Linked DNA regions of Canis lupus: regions 1 and 3 are each linked to region 2. A link is a contact called in public Hi-C data. All regions are on one chromosome and are shown on one strand. The core of a region is the stretch at or near the end of the contact, and the rest is flanking DNA. Distances in the headings are between cores, read along the strand shown. Region 1 holds the start of SESN1 (sestrin-1). Region 2 holds the start of CD164 (sialomucin core protein 24). Region 3 holds the start of LOC612235.

Region 1 (3,381 bases), core at 479-2,978, 250 kb before region 2:
TGAATTATAAGTTTTAAGAGCTTTTCATAAATGACTTCAACACGTGGAGTAATTCAGACTGACCAACAGAGTGTTACTGACCATTCTTATGATCTAAAAACAAACTTTCTCTAAACAAACAAAAAAGTCAAAATAAAACCCTTCTGATAAGTCCTCCAATAAAACTGGACAGATTGGTTATGCACAGAACAGGAGGAAAATTAACATTTTTAATCTGTTGCACTTTTTGAAAACTTAAACAGATGCCTACGTGAAAAAGAAAAATCATGCAATTGAGGCAAACACAGAGAAAACCAATTGAGTCATTTACCACGAGTGTTTCTGCCATTCTACTCAACCTGGGTTCAACTTTTCAATCTTAAAATGTTACCTCCTTTTCTAATCTAGGCTTTTATTATTTTATGTAATTCATTAAAAAAAAAAACTCGCAAAAAGGTCGCCTCTAGAGAACAGACCCTGATTTTTTGTTTTGTTTTTAAGAACATGAGAAAACTGACCAATTATCCTGAATTTAGTGAAGGAACACTTAATACGCTTTATCATCTCAGAGGCTTGTAAGTGAGAAACCATCCACACAGAATATCGTTTGTAACGATGTGAAAAGCATCCTGGCTATCACTTTCCAACATGTAAAAATGAATGCAAGAAAAAAAAGCAAGTCTTTACTTGCGATTAACTGTAACTGTCTCATAGTTTTCCTAGAGGAATGCAGTTTCTGCTAAAAAAAAAAAACAAAAAAAAAACTCTCTAGAAACACAATACTTGTTTACTCTTATTTGAAAATGGCTTTTACTTTAGTTCATCTTGTACAGTTTGGGCCCCAAATTCCACGCTTTCCAAGCCACCCCGAGCTGTGGCATGAACTCACAACGGGCTCGCAGAACCACCTACTAGGAGCCCACAATACAAAGGGAGGGTAAGTGTGCAAGGAAACCTGCACTTGCACCGGGCGGACAGTTGCAATCACAATGTTTTCTTACCTGGACGCTCTTCAAAATAAATTCACTTTTCTCTCTTACATCTTTAAAGGGACATCTCTTAGAAAGCATGAGCAGATGAGCAAGAAGTCTATTCAACCCATCCAACGAAGCCGCCGGGGGTGAAAGCCCGTCTGGTGGACGAAGAGGCGCCTCTCTCCCCCAACGAAGATCCTCGGTCTTTCTCAAGACCGTCTGCCTAATGCTTTCCAGCGCGGTCTCTCTAGTGCTCGGGTCTCTACTGCACAGCCCGTCCCATCTCACTTCACTGTCTCCTTCAGCCATGACAACCGGAGGGAGGGTCTCCTTGGGCCGCCTTCAGTTCCCCGTCGGCATGTCCCCACGAGCACTTGGTCACTTTTAAAACGAGGCACGTGAGAAGAAGAAAACCGGGGACATCGAGTCGCCGTGAAAACACAGCGGCCTCGGTGACATCTGGAACCACGAAGCGTCTTTTTGGACCGACGCGGGGCACAACTCACCCTTCTCTCCTACACGAAGGGGCAGGGCAGTCCTCTTGGCAGAGACACACGCACAAAAAAAGTTGGAAAGCTGAAACCCTGCAGCGCTGGCTTGGCCGGACAGGCCGCCTCGGGGAAGTGCGCTCCTCCGCCTCGCGGGGTCAGCGGATATCCTCACGTCGTGCAGCTGTCAAATCCCAGCTCTGCCCAGGAAGGCCGCTCGCAGTGGAAGGCGCCCCCAGCCATTCGGGGATTCTCGTCCGGGCGGCCACCGAGCTCCCGGGAGCATTCCCACCCCGCCCCTCCTCCGGCGCCAGGCCCTGCCCTCCGCAGCTCCGCCCTCCGCCTCGGCGGCCGGCCGGCAGCTGCCGGGGAAGCCTCGCCAAGCCCTCCTTGCTCGCCGGCCGCCGGGGTCGGAGACCCGGGCGCTCCTTGGAGGGGGGAGGGTGCGGGGTGCAGGGTGCAGGGTGCAGGGCGGGGCAGCCTCTGCAGCCGCTGCCTCGGTTGCAGCGTTGGAGGAAAGCGGCCCCGGCCCCGGCGACGCCGGAACCCCGGGCAGACGCCACTTCTTTTCCTCTACCTGCGTCCTCGCCCACCGCCCGCTAAGCCGGACCCGCGCAGGGCCGGGCCGCCGAGCTGGCGCACAAGCGAGGCCCCAGGCGCAGAGCCCGCCCCTTCGCCCAGCCCCATCGGTGGGGCTCGGCCCAGAGGGCGGGAGGAGGGAGGGGAGATGGGGGTCCTCACCCCCCTGCAGCCCCTCCCCTTTCTCCGCCCGGCATAAACCAGGAGCCGCCCCTGCCCCAGCGCCCTCTTCCCCGCCCAAGCAGACGCGACCCGCGGAGGCAAAGCCATTGGAAAGAGCCCCGCCCTCCGACGGGCTACCTCCGGACCCCAAGTCCGCGCCCGGCCGCCAACTGCAACCGGCTGCTACGCATGCGTGATGGCGAACAGAGCGCATGCGCCGAACGGACTTTTTTTTTTTTTTTTTTTTTTTGCGTCGGGGGCGTTTCCGTCCCGTGACGTACGGATTCTCCCGGCTCGGAGCCGGGGAAAGAAAAGTTAAGAAGTACAAGTACAATGAAGCTATTACGGAGAGAGGCCGAGCACGGCCAAGAGGGCTTAGACACACACCTGGAGGAAACCGCATCCTCACTTAAGATCAGCTTGGAAAGAGTGACGGTGTCTTTATTACGCCAAATCCGAGATTGAAGAAGGCAGGGGTGGGGGTGGGATGGGGGGGGAGGGGGCGTCGTCGCATTGGCTTCTGGGAAGTGTAGTTTTGATGTACCGGCGCGTTCTGCGGGCGATAGAAACTACAGTCCCCAGGAGCCCCTGCGACGTTGCCCGTGGCGGCCTTCGAGCCAACGGTTAGCGCGGACGGAGCTTGGTAAGCGTCGATTTGGGGAGCGCTGGGGGGTTTCGGCTGCCAATTGAGGCTTTTTTTTTTTTTTTCCTTCGTTTCCTCAGGGATTTTGGAGATCGAGGCATCTAGAAGATGGCCTCTTAAGTCCAGGGGGTTTTGTCCGGTGTGTCTGGGAAGGAGTAGCGCGGGCGCCCCGGGCGGAGGGCGCGTTGGGGCGCGAGGAAGGGATGCGGCGGGAACGGCTGCCCCGCGCGCGGCCTCCGCTCGCACCTCTGCCGGGGGGACCCGCGAGGGCGGCCTTAGGTGACCCCGTGCGCTGGCCCTGGCGTCCGCCTTTGCGCGGGGGATGTTGTGTGTTTTCTGCGCCCAAAGGAGATCCCGAGCAGAAGCCAGTTGTCAGATTCATTTTGCACGAGAGACTAAGGGGAAAAGAAGAAACCCCAGCATCCCTGGATGGGAACGTTTGCAGCCTTCCCCCCCCCCCCCCCTTAGGTGATGCTATTTAAAAAAAAAAAAAATCTCCCAAGATTTAGTATGTTTGTTTGTTTTTTTTAAGATTTTATTTACTTAATCATGAGAG
Region 2 (3,365 bases), core at 696-3,195:
CATGCTTTTAAAAAAAAAAAAGTTCTGCACAGAGGCAACACATTTCAATATTTTATCACTAGTATTTTTCAGGAACTGGAATGTATATAATACCCTTGAGTAAGGGATTCACAAAGTAGAAAATAAGTTCTGCAGAGGTTTGTGTACTGAAAAAAAAAAAATGCTAGTTGTCCAAAATCTTTTGTGCCTGATGACTAACGTTTGAATAGCACAGTCAATGAACAAAACTTACTACCTTTCATTTTAGACTGCGGCTTATCCAACTGCTACTTAGAGAAAACAAATCATCTCCTTTGTAGGACTTTGAGTTACACAAGTGGGACTTTCAGTTACACAAAGGCAATTAACTTGGGTATCTCCAAGCTTCTCTTTGGAAAAATACACACTCCAAAACTACAATTCTGCGAAGAAACTGCCAAGTAAGCCGGAGACAAAACATGCTGTGCCCTATCATCTTAAAAACAGCGCAGTCAGAAATGTCCAGTATTGTATTGCAATTTATTACCTCCCTCGTTTAACAATTTTTGAGTTGTGCTACATCTCATTATTAATCATATATTAAACTTTCATGAAACACAAAGACCAAGAGAAGAAGCTTCAAAATAGTGGGATCACGGCGGGGGGTTGGGGTGGGGAAGCCACGGTAAAAATCTGCCACTTCAGCAATTCTTCGGTCAGGATGCCGCTTATTCCTTACCCAATATTAACTAGAATAACCCATCACACTAGATTGCAGGGTTTTAAATACCTAGGGCTCCTTTTCACCTCAAATCGATTTTCCCTGCTCTCTTTTGTGTTGTCACGGAATTGCCAATTTCTGCTTCGAGATTTCAGCGTTACGACTCAAGCACAGTACCCCAATCGATTACAGGGTTTAACAAAAAAAAAAAAAAAAGAAAAGAAAAGAAAAGAAAAAAAAGAAAAGAAAAAGATACAGAAAAAGAAAGAAAATCGGCAGACCTGGGTTCCAACCCCAGCTTCACAATCAACTAAACCTACGCTCCGGGCAGTTAGTCCATCTCCATCTTCCTCCTGGATTTCACCACCTATCTTCCAGCTCAGCCTAAAACACCAAAAGGGGGAACATACGAAGCATCGGGCACACCACGGGGTGGCTTTTCTTCCTCTGCGCACAGGGAGGAGTGTAAACTTTTAATTTGACCAAACGCCCAAACCTCAGCCGGATCCCACACTGATCCGCAAAGTCCAAACGGTCAGATCGCAGGCGACTTATTTTCTGAGACCCCGGCCACGAGCACCGACGCCTCCCGTCCTGGCGGCGGTCGCCGGTGCCCGGGACGTCGGCTCTCGGAGCAGGGGCCCCGGGTGGGCAGGTCTGGAGGCGCGTCGCCCGCCCCACCGTCCACCTCACGGCCGCCGCCGCCAACGCGGGAGGCGGCCACGTCCCCCTTCTGGAGCTGACGTGACACTGGGGATTACGAGGCACTTTTGAAAAGCACGGCGGCGTGGGGCACCTCGGGGCGGCAGGGAGCCCGACGGCCGCCGCTCCCCCCGGGGCGCGCCCCCGCCCCCCCCCCGCCCCCGCCCCGGCGGCTCCCGGACGGGCCGCCATGTTGCTGGAGCGCCGCCCGGCCCGGCCCCGCGCGCACCGCGGACGCGGCAGGCGGGCGGGCGGGCGAGTCCCGGAAGCCCGCTGGGCCGGCGCCCACCTGGTGCCGGAGTGGTGGCCGGCGCGGCGGTCGTCACCCGCGTCGTGGCTGCGTCGGTGGTCGCCTGAGTCGTGGTGGTAGTCCCGTTCGGGTCCGAGCTGAAGCTCTGAGCCGCGGTCAGCGCACAGAGCGCGGCCAGGCAGGCGGCGGCCCAGCACAGCTGGCGGGAGAGCCCCGACATCGCGGCCTGCGCTCCGGCGTTCCGGCGACTGCTGCGGCGCCCTCCGCTCCGCGCGTCCTGTCCCCTGCGGCACCGCCTCGGAGAGTCCGGCCCCCGCGAGAGCGCGCCGGGGTCACGTGAGGGCCCCCGGCCACGGCGTGCGGGGGCGAGGCGCGGGGCGGGCGATACCAACGGCACGGCCGCGGGGGGGGGGGGACAGGGGCATCGGGAGGAGACCCGGGAGGCGCCTCTCGTCTCACAGCGGCCGGGACGTGGCGAAGCAGCTCCGCAGACGCAGGGAACGACCCCGCTGCCCTCGGAGAGCCCCCCCCCCCAAGACGCAGCTGGGCTGTTCTGGTTCCGGCGGCGGGGACGGCTCCCGCTCGGCTCGGATGGGACAGCCCGCCTGAGGTGGCGCTCGGCGGCCGGGGGCGACGGCGCGGCTGGCAGCGCGCGGGCCACGTGACTCCGCGGGTGGCGCTCCGGGGCCCGAGGCCGCGCGGCGGCGGCGCCCGTGAGGGGCGTGTAGGCCCGGCCGGGGCCTGACGTGGGCGCTGTGCCCGCCTCGCCGACGGACCCGCGCTCCTCTCCCGGAAAATCGGTCTTTCTGCGAGTTACGCGGGGTCGGGGCCCCGGGAAACGGAACCGCGTGGTTGCGTCGCGCCCCGCCGCGCCCCCCGCGAGCGCCCGGCAGCCGGTGGCCCGCTGCGCGCGGGGCCGTGTCCGCCTGCCGCGCCCTGCCCGCCGGCCTTCCCCGGGTTCCGCGCCGCCACCGCCGGCGGAGACGAGCCGGGGTGGGGGCGGGGGGGATCGCCGGTGCGCTCCGGCCCCTGCCTCACCGGGGAGGACACCGACGCTCGGGAACAGCGGCGGGCCCGAAGCCCGGTTGCTTCACCTCGCGGCCGGCTTTCCAACCGGCCTGTTTCAAGCTCCGTCCCTGCTCGGGCTTTTGGGAAAGGTGAGCGCCCTCTGACGCCCGGCCCTGCCTGTACCCGCGGCTCAAGATGGGGAGTATAAAAGCTGTTTTTTTATTTTATTTTATTTTTTATAAAAGCTGTTCTTAACGCCGTTTCCCCCCACCCCACCCCGTTATTCGCATTCAAGTTTAATTACGTACATTTACCCAAATAAAATAGCACACGGTCGTTAATTGCTTTTCTGAGATCTGCTTCGCTATGAAGACACCGAAAAATGTTGACTATCAACTTTTTTTTTTTTTTTTTTTTTGGTCTCAACTTGAAGTTTTAAAAACTTTCTGGAAGACTAATCCGTGGGGCCCTGTTGTACCCTCGTGACTAGGAACTTTTTTTTTTTTTGAGAGAAGCAGGCTTTTAATTTATATATATTTTTGATTGAAATTTGATTTGCCAACATATAGTATAACGTCCATTACTTTTTTTTTTTAAGATTTTATTTATTTATCTTAGACACACAGAGAGAGAGAGAGAGAGGCACAGACACAGGCAGAGGGAGAAGCAGGCTCCCTGCAGGGAGCCCGATGCGGGACTCGATCCTGGGTCTCCAGGATCACGCGC
Region 3 (3,523 bases), core at 766-3,265, 160 kb before region 2:
CTTTGTACATTGTCCTAAGATAGGCTTCCTGAAGTCTCTTTTATCGTTTAGAATCTCTGGATACTTGTATTTCTCTACTACCCCAAACCACTAAACATGGCCTGTGAAAGAATCTACCTATTTTTTTTTAAGATTTTATTTATTTATGCATGAGAGACATATACAGAGAGAGGCAGAGACACAGGCAGAGGGAGAAGAAGCAGGCTCCGCACAGAGAGCCTGACATGGGACCCGATCCGGGGTCCCCAGGATCATACCCCGGGGCCGCAGGCGGCGCCAAACCGCTGCGCCACCAGGGCTGCCCAAGAATCTACCTATTAATCTGACAAATACTGAGCAACTTCTGGTTGTCAGGTGTTGCACTAGGTTCTGGAGTCCACGGAAAATGTAAAATGTCCACCCTAATGATCACTCTAGCATTTTCATTCCCCACTAGATTGAAAATATTTATTGAGAACTGTGGGATAATAGTGTCTTGGTCATTTTTCTTTTCCACATTCTTTTGTCAATTTATCACCATAAGCCCAAGTCTTTGCAATGGTTAAGTGTCTCATTATTGCTTGCTGAATGAATAAACTAGTGAATGAATATTGAATAAACAATACCTGATGAACAAATAGGTCAATCTCTTTTTGTGCATTGACATACTCACCACCAATCTCACTCATGGGCACTTCGAGATTAACAAATGAAAAACATTATTTGACTAAGAGACGGTCTGGCAGCCAAGCCCAGGACACTGCTCAATCTTTTACATGCCAGAGAAATTGGAAGATAAGAGGGCAGAAAAGGGATGGGCTCCTCTGTTTCCCTGACTGCCTGTACCCTTTCTAGTCAGTTATCCGTTCTCCACCTCCATGAGGCTGCAGCCAGGATTCAGGTACCCAGTAATCACAGAAATTATGGCTTTGATTTAGTAATGCTTTTCCTCTTAAGACCCTTTCAGAGCTTGCCTTATTGTTTTTTATCAAAGCCAAGACATGAAGAGATAAGGGAGGCATTATCTCCAACTTCAGTTGGAAATTCAACACAAATGGCTCAATGAATTGCTTCAACTCCTGCAACTGAGGGACCTCCTGACTGGTCTTTTCACAGGACCACTGCCCCCAGTGAGGGGAACTGCCGACAAGTATACAAATTAAGTATTTTCATCTTTCCTTAAAACTTACCCAGGAGGATTAATAGGATCATACGAACAATATTAACCTAAATTTTGCTGCCCAAAATCCCTCTCAAATCACTAGGTGGTTTCTTACATTTGTTTCACAGCTACCTGCTGTGGCTTCCTTGCCAATGTTTGCAGAGTTTCATCTTAAGACAGTGATGTCCACACCAGGGGTGCTGTCCTCTAATTTCTTAAAGCTGTCAAGCCTTGAGGTATATCTTACCCCAAATGCGGGAAGCTCCCTTCTTCCTGCCACAGGGTCCCATGCCATTACTGGGCCCCACAGCAGTGCTGCTTGTGCCTTCTCATGTCAGAGCCCATGGTGCAAACAACTCCTTTTAACTAGGCTCGGACAAAAGAATTTCGTTAAAATAAATTGCAAAGCAGTTCATGTTTGATAAATTAGCAAGAACACAAAAATAAAAACATTTTGTTAAAATTATAAGACACTAGTTTTATGTGGGATGAGATAGATGTCTGATAAGCACAGTACCTGTTAGAGATGAGGTTACTGGAAAAGTACAGGTGTGGGAAAGAAAAATCTCCACCATTGTGGCTCTTTCTGTATTCAAGGATTGACAATAGGTAAATCACTGGTAGTAAGAAAGACCATGTTTGCGGCAAAGGAGAGGAAAATTGGCCCAAGGAAAATGTTAGCAAACATGAGGTATACACAAGACAGATTCAGACTAAGAAGGATGTGATCTTTACATGCTCTCAACAATCCAATATAATATGACGTAGTTATTTAGAAATGAGCAGCTGTGAAGTTACAAATTAATCAGGGCCTTATCTATAATTTGGCTTATGACAGTTTCTATAATTACAGCTTCTATTGCATAAATCTTTTTACAGCTCTGTTCAAATACCAAAAGACATTTCTTACTTTAGAAGAGAAAGGGAACTGGCTCTAAAGAAAACCTTACAGGTAAGTAGGAGAGTGTAATTGTAATATACAATTGTATCATAATACAATAGTTGCATTTTGCTAACTTTCTGGAAACATTTATCAGGAAAACTTTATTTTTTGCAAACAACCAGCTGATGTTATTGACAGTGTTATGAGAACAAAACAGCTAGATCACTGCTAGATCAAGAGCAGGCCACTACTTCTTTGGAGATCTCTACTTTTTGTGAGGTTTTAAAATTTTTAGTTTCTTGATTTGTGATATTAAAATTTGTTATTTGGAAACTGAAGTATGATAGTATAATGTGTTGTGTAAAAATTATCAGAAACTGTATGTCATTTGCTGTCATAAACAGTGATAATGTTACTTCCTTCTTTTCGTTTACCTTCTCTTGCCGTGGGCTCAGGTGGCAGAGTCAAAGCCCCTTGTTGTTCAAGCAGATGTCATGCAGAGGGAGCTAGAGAGCTGTCTAAGAAGAGAGTACACCCCTGAAAATTTACCTTTGCTTCTATTGCAGGTAAGAGTCATGTGGCAATGTGAAAAACAGATCTGGAAATTGATAGAAACGTATGAACAAAGTTGGCTTTCTGGTATATACTTTGGCTAGGGGAGGATTTTCTCTACCTGTGTAGTTTGCAGCACTTGATTAGTATACATTCTCTTCTTTGTTAGAGACCCATGTCTCTGATATCTCCTAGTTCAGTTCAGTTTAGTTATAGTCACAAAATGATTGACTGAGTTTCTATCAATTACTCCTTATACTGGTATTATGAGGCAATACAATACTAGGAAAGTCTCAGCCCTCAAAAAGTTGTTGGCTTAGCTAAGAAAGATATTTCTGGAAATATCTTTTAAGAAAATAACTCAAAATGTGGTAGAAAAAGTTTTCTATAAAGATTACTACTGCAGCATTATAATAAAAGTGGGAAAATCAGAAATACCTACATATCTAACACTAGGAGAAATATTTAAGAAAAACAATATGATACTTGATAGAATATCATTCTATCATTCAGCATTTTTTAGCCTAAGAAATTATTATGTTGGAACGCTTGGGTAGCTCAGTAGTTGAGCATCTGGCTTTGGCTCAGGTCCTGATCCCAGGGTCCTGGGCCGGTCCCGTATCAGGCTCCCCATAAGGAAGCTGCTTCTCCCTCTGCCTATGCCTCTGTCTTTCTCTGTGTGTCTCTCATGAATAAATAAATAAAATCTTAAATAAAAGAAATTATTATATAATATTAGATAACAAAAGTGTCATAATAATGGTCACATGATATGTAGAAAAACCACTTGATGGACATAGATCAAAATGTTATCAATCACTGTCTTTGGATGGCAGAACAATGAATTTCCTCTTTATTTTTATATATTTTCTAAATTTCTTATAATAGGTATGTTGTTTTGATTTTTAGATTCTTTGTTCTTTTGTGTTATGAGTTATATCCTCATT

What was found. Hi-C and Micro-C count contacts between places; a contact is called where the count stands out from the background.
Region 1: a contact with region 2 is called in a Hi-C map of blood, with 2.6 times the contacts expected there. The contact joins the promoter of SESN1 here to the promoter of CD164 in region 2. A contact is called at or near these places in 2 of 9 Hi-C or Micro-C datasets (amygdala and blood).
Region 3: a contact with region 2 is called in a Hi-C map of blood, with 2.6 times the contacts expected there. The contact joins the promoter of LOC612235 here to the promoter of CD164 in region 2. A contact is called at or near these places in 2 of 9 Hi-C or Micro-C datasets (amygdala and blood).

The regions. Positions count from the first base shown.
Region 1 is chr12:66,408,052-66,411,432 of UU_Cfam_GSD_1.0, forward strand. SESN1 (sestrin-1) reads right to left here and starts at 1,729. Exons shown (of 10, transcript XM_038554885.1): 1 at 981-1,729. The coding sequence starts at 1,262. It overlaps CEP57L1 (centrosomal protein CEP57L1), which reads left to right and starts at 2,693. Exons shown (of 12, transcript XM_038554891.1): 1 at 2,693-2,825.
Region 2 is chr12:66,661,472-66,664,836 of UU_Cfam_GSD_1.0, forward strand. CD164 (sialomucin core protein 24) reads right to left here and starts at 1,946. Exons shown (of 6, transcript XM_038554894.1): 1 at 1,671-1,946. The coding sequence starts at 1,851.
Region 3 is chr12:66,501,340-66,504,862 of UU_Cfam_GSD_1.0, forward strand. LOC612235 reads left to right here and starts at 2,016. Exons shown (of 45, transcript XM_038554893.1): 1 at 2,016-2,093; 2 at 2,480-2,590. The coding sequence starts at 2,519.